2 separate regions of the Sus scrofa genome follow, and region 1 is linked to region 2. A link is a contact called in public HiChIP or PLAC-seq data. All regions are on one chromosome and are shown on one strand. Each heading gives the region's core, a stretch centred on a gene start, on an enhancer-like site or on the middle of the called end of the contact. The rest is flanking DNA. Distances are from core to core; before and after follow the strand shown. Region 1 overlaps IQGAP1 (ras GTPase-activating-like protein IQGAP1). Region 2 holds the start of ZSCAN2 (zinc finger and SCAN domain-containing protein 2).

The links. HiChIP or PLAC-seq counts read pairs in DNA pulled down with a chosen protein or histone mark.
Region 1: an H3K27ac HiChIP or PLAC-seq map of alveolar macrophages shows a contact between it and region 2. The contact joins the enhancer-like site here to the promoter of ZSCAN2 in region 2. A contact is called at or near these places in 2 of 5 promoter capture datasets (fetal liver and liver), 11 of 47 Hi-C or Micro-C datasets (alveolar macrophages, blood, embryonic fibroblasts and 6 more) and 2 of 2 datasets of contacts at active chromatin or transcription factors (alveolar macrophages and skeletal muscle).

Annotation. Positions count from the first base shown.
Region 1 is chr7:53,127,314-53,130,055 of Sscrofa11.1, reverse strand. It overlaps IQGAP1 (ras GTPase-activating-like protein IQGAP1), which reads right to left. Exons shown (of 38, transcript XM_021098910.1): 38 at 92-1,707. The coding sequence ends at 1,594. Among named protein-coding and RNA genes, the nearest start is that of CRTC3, 18 kb to the left of the region's middle. Within about 2 kb of position 1,320, at least 1 of the 83 cell types and tissues checked has an H3K27ac peak or open chromatin away from gene starts, as enhancers often do. A contact at or near this core is called in alveolar macrophages, where this site is marked.
Region 2 is chr7:52,956,553-52,959,285 of Sscrofa11.1, reverse strand. ZSCAN2 (zinc finger and SCAN domain-containing protein 2) reads left to right here and starts at 1,279. Exons shown (of 9, transcript XR_002345788.1): 1 at 1,279-1,433.

The sequences.
Region 1 (2,742 bases), core at 71-2,570, 170 kb before region 2:
ATCTATCTGCACCCGCGGACCTGACGGAGTAAACAGTCTCCCGTGAAAAACACATCGCCAATATTGACATTGGTAATAGGGACACATCACATGATTTGTTATTAATGAAACAGTTTATTAGCTTTAAATATACATCAGTAGATTTTTTAAGTGTTAGTTTAAAGATAAGAGAATACTGAACCAAAACATCAGAGAAAATGGAGGCCCAGTAGCATGATTCCAATGTATTTTCCTGGATAAAAAGAGGTTTGTTTTTAAAAAAAAAAAAAAAAAAAAAAGTACATGACTTTTAATCTAAGAATGACAGCTTCCCAAGTCCAATGTTTAGAACTGGATTGTTTGCAACTAAATTTAAAACAAAACAAAACAAAACAAAACAAAAACCTGGAGCTCCTAAAGGCACAGTGTGGGCAGCAAGAGAAAAGTAAAAGAAATGGGGGAAAATAGATTTTAACAGCAAGTGTATCATTGGCTGGTTTTGTTTTTGTTTCGGTCTATTTAAGGCAGGATTAGCTCTCTCTGCAATCCTGCAGATAAATCCTAGTGTTTTGGCTATAAGAAAGTTTTAAGAGTTCAGATATACAGATAAGCCAATTTTTAAAAACCCTTTTCTTACAGTATTCTAAAGGCTTTTGCAGCATTATATAAATCTTTAAATTTCCTATCACCCACATTTTAAGAAATAAATCTACACTTTAATAAGGCACTCTTAAGATATAAAACAGTTTTGAAAACAATTACATTCTATGCTAGGGCTAACCCATTCCTTTGCCATGGGGATGGAGTGGACTGTCTTCCTGAACCTCGTCAATCTCTGCACCGTCCCAAACACGCAGCCTCCACGAACAAGAGGTGCCTCAGACCTTTCCGAATCTGCCTAAATAGCTCAATTCTCTCAAGGGCACTCTCCCACCCACTGATGAGAGAGTTACACTAACAGAGCTGCCAGAATTTAATGGTGAGTGGGAAAACAATTCATTCCCCTGTTCTAGAAACGCTTTCTTTGAACACAGAACCGTGATTTGTGTTAGGCTCCTGCCCAGAAAGGAAAACGGGATGGAAGAGAACCAATGACCCCCCATATCCTTCAATTTTACCGATGGGACAGAAACACAAAGGAACTTCACTTTTAAATGACAACCTTAGAACTAAGGATAATCTGACATTTTAATTGTGTGTCTGCTACGTATGTGGGTCACTGGTGCTAATAGCTTCCACTTCTAAATGACAAGAATTCCAATCCCACCATCCCTACTGCTAATTAAAACAAACACCAAAGCTTACAATATAGTAAAGCAACCTCTATGACTGTAACAACACGAGAGAGTCAGGGGGATTCCCCCTCTTTCCTAAGTGACAGAAGAAAAGGAAGGAATAAGGGTCAGACTAAGCCTGAAATATAATTTCACTATGAAAAAAGGGCAACGAATGTCCCATGCAGCGGGCAGAGTTAAACACGTGGACTGGGGGTGTATCCAGTCAAGGCACTGGTGTGGGCTGGGTCTTTGCTTCCTAGGAGTAAAGAAGGACCCTAGAAAGGTAGCCACGAGGCACTTCTTTCTTCATCCTTCTGGGCTGGCAGCAGGTGAGCGATTACTTCCCGTAGAACTTTTTGTTGAGAAGGAAGATCAGAAGGTTGACATTTACTTTAGCTCTATCAAATAATTTCATGACGGCAACTCCTTCATACTGTAGCTGCAGCAGGTCCTGTTCCAAAAAAACATTCTGATGGTTAATCAGGTCTGTGCCGCAAGAAAAGGAAAGACATGATGTAGAGAGGGATGCAGGAGGAATGAGGCAGGCCCGGTGTGCCAGATGTGCACCGGGGTGAGAGACAAGGCCCCAGCTGTGGACTGCCTGCCCACTGCCCAGGCTAAGTGATATGTCACCTGGACAAGGTGAGACATTTCGATCCGTGAGGAAATACACTAACCACCGAAAACAAGACGAGGCCAGTAATGCTGTCTCAGCACTGTCTACTGGAGTATTAATTTCTATTTCAAATGAGAAAGCGTTTATATTCTGAACGCAAGGGGAAGGAGAGGAGAAACTTTTTTTAGGTGCCTGCTATGTGCTCCACAATGTGGAAGCACCTTATATAGTGTCTTTTTAAGTCCTGTCAAAAATCCTACAGGGTGTGTTTATGCCAAATTTAAAGACGAGGCAACTGAGGCTCTGAGATATTAAAAGACCTGCCCAACAGTTCACAAATGGATGTAGTGAATCTGGATCTGACTGCAAAGGCCCTGCTTTCCCTGCCACCCAGAACAAACTGAGGCAATCTGAGTGGTCTCACCCCTAAACTCTGGAAGAGAAGTGATGAGAAAGCAAGAGTCAAAGGGCTTGAAGGGATCCCCAAAGGTCAACTGATTCATCTTTTGGAAAAATCCTAGCAGCTCCATGAGGACAAGGACCCTGGTGTATCACCTGGGCCTTACATCACACCTTGCACCTGGCAGTCAGTCCAGAGTTAATGAATTTGTGCGTGGAGAAACATGCTACCTGAGGCAGACTGTACAGGGCCTCACAAATCTGGTGAAATCGAAAGAATAATAGGATCCTTTCTGGGTGAGGACTTGAGTTAGCCATGTGCATCACACAATCATTTTACATCCGTGTTTTGAGGATCTACTAGGCATTGAGAAGGAAACAAAGAAATACTACCTGTCCTTAAGGAGCTTGTAGTTTGGAAGCTGAGAGGAAAACAAGCCCACACTGATGGTGAACGGAGGCTGTCTCTAG
Region 2 (2,733 bases), core at 30-2,529:
ATACTAAGAGCGTTTATGAGTATATTCCATTAAAAAAATTGGAAGATAGGAGTTCCCGTCCTGGCGCAGTGGTTAACGAATCCGACTAGGAACAATGAGGTTGTGGGTTCGGTCCCTGCCCTTGCTCAGTGGGTTAACGATCTGGCGTTGCCGTGAGCTGTGGTGTAGGTTGCAGACGCGGCTCGGATCCTGCGTTGCTGTGGCTCTGGCGTAGGCCGGTGGCTACAGCTCCGATTCAACCCCTAGCCTGGGAACCTCCATATGCCGAGGGAGCGGCCCAAAGAAATAGAAAAAAGACAAAAAAAAAAAAAAAAAAAACCCACTAATAATCATGAAACATTTCTCAAACACTCATGAAATGAACATTAAATTTTCATGAACGTGAAATTTAAATGAAAATTAAATGCAGTCACTTGATTGTGGGTGCCCCCAAAAATTGTTCTGTACAAAAACACCAGATTGTTCTATCACAAACCATTACTGTCTTTCTCTTCATTCTTATATTTTCCCCTTGGGTTTCCAGGCAGTTAGTTACTCACCTGTTGTCATATGGTGATGGAGCAGCCATTCTTCAAGAGCGCCAACCGTGGGAACATCACAATAGAGGCTAATCTCCCATTCTCACCTCCCAGTGCTGAGATTAACAATAAGTAACACTGGGATAGGTACTAAAATGGAGACATGGAGCAGGTGTGCCACGGGCGGTGTCTCTGCCTAAGCAGGTTCCACACAAAAGGAGATGAAGAAAGAATCGGAGGTGCGCGGCAGAAGAGGCGAGACAGGGCTTTCCTCCAGACGCAGGAACAAAGGGGTGTGCAACAGCCAGGTGCGAGAGTAGATCTGCAAGTTGGGGGAGGGGCGCCGGCCTCACAAGAAGGGGTTTCTCTGGTGAAGATTCCTTTCCAGCTCAAGCACTGCTTTCGGCCGTCGAGGGGCCTTACAATACTACTTGCCACACAGTTCACAGTTCACAGTTCTCTTCCATCCAACTTTCCTTTTTTGCAGACAACTGGAAGACTTAAAGAAGTGAAATGACCTGTCCCGGGTCACAGCTCTGGTCCACACTAGGTTGCCTGACTTGCAGTCAACCGCTTGTCCCGCCACTGGCCCTCCCGCACAGCGCAGGCTATCAAGCCCAAACTCCGTTCCTTGGCGGGGTCGGGCGTCTGCCAGGTGGACTACATCTCCCACAATGCCTTCGGCCCAGTCTCCCTCCCGCCACCCGGCTGGGCCCGGATCCGCCAGTAGAAAAGGAGAGTTTCCAGGGGCCGTTCTCGGTGGCCAATGAGCGCGGTGGGGGGCAGGCCTCTCCCGTCCATTGTTCTCGGTGCCCCTCGGGCTTGAGCCGCCGCAACTCCGGAGGGGCCGGGCAGTGCCCGGGGGCGCTTTTGCGCGCGGAGGGACTGCAGGAGCAGGATCTGGTCTCTGGAGAGGTGAGCCCGGAGAGACAGGGCTGGAGCCACGCGGCCGAGGAAGTAGCCCGAGGCGAGGGAATAACGGGCCTGGAGCCAGTGCGGGCAGCCCTGCTGGGGGAGGGGCGTTGGGGGCGCTGTCCGCGTCCCGCGCGCCCAGCTGTCCCGGTTTAGGCGCGGGGTCCGCTGAGAGACCGACGAGATGTGGACTCTTCTCCCTATCAGTGAGCTCTTTGAACGTCCAGCCTTGGTCGCAGGGTTTGGAAGGCACATTGGACGCGATCCCGCGCAGCCCCTCATTTTACGGATGGGGAAACTGAGCTTCAGAGGGGGCGTGTCTTGCTCCGGGTCAAGCAGCGAATTAAACTGATTAAAAACGGTTTCCCGGGCTCCCAGATTAAAGAGTGGTGTTATACCTGTGTTTCTTCTCGCCAGTTGGTAAATGCACATTGAGATCTTCGGTGTTTCCACTAGCTTTTCTTTTTCTTTTAAAAAACTTTTTCCTTCCCTATTTTCTTTTCTTGGGGGAGGAGGAGCGTTATCTGAATATTTATGATGTGATGATTTTTAAAAATAACTTTTGCCTTTTAGTCTTTATTTTAAAGAATTTGTAGTTTCACTGCTGTCAACGTTTTGTAGAATTTCTATACATATTTTTTTCCTTGTGTATATATGTTCTTTTCTAAAAGGAATTGGGGTCATACTGTGTCTGGTTTTTCTGCCTTGCCAGGTTTGTTTTTAATCCATTTATTTTATATTATGAGGATTATCTTAAATCATTAATGATTAATAATTCTTGTGGAGCATAATTTTAAAAATATTTTAAAATACATACAGCAGAGTGCACAGATCTTTAATATGTACACGCTTATGCAACCATTGTCAAATCAAGATCTGGAACATTTCTAGCTTCTTTGAAACACCCCTCTCAGTTACCCTCCCAAAGCCCTAAAAGTAGTCATTATTACATCAGCATAGTTTTTTTTTTTTTTTTTTTTTTTTTTTTTTGTCTTTTTGTCGTTGTTGCTATTTCTTGGGCCGCTCCCGTGGCATATGGAGGTTCCCAGGCTAGGGGTTGAATCGGAGCTGTAGCCACCGGCCTATGCCAGAGCCACAGCAACGCTGGATCCGAGCCGCGTCTGCAACCTACACCACAGCTCACTGGCAACGCCGGATCGTTAACCCACTGAGCAAGGGCAGGGATCGAACCCACAACCTCATTGTTCCTAGTCGGATTCGTTAACCACTGCGCCACGACGGGAACTCCAGCATAGTTTTTAATACATTTTACTGTATGCATGTGTCATAATTTATTAACTCT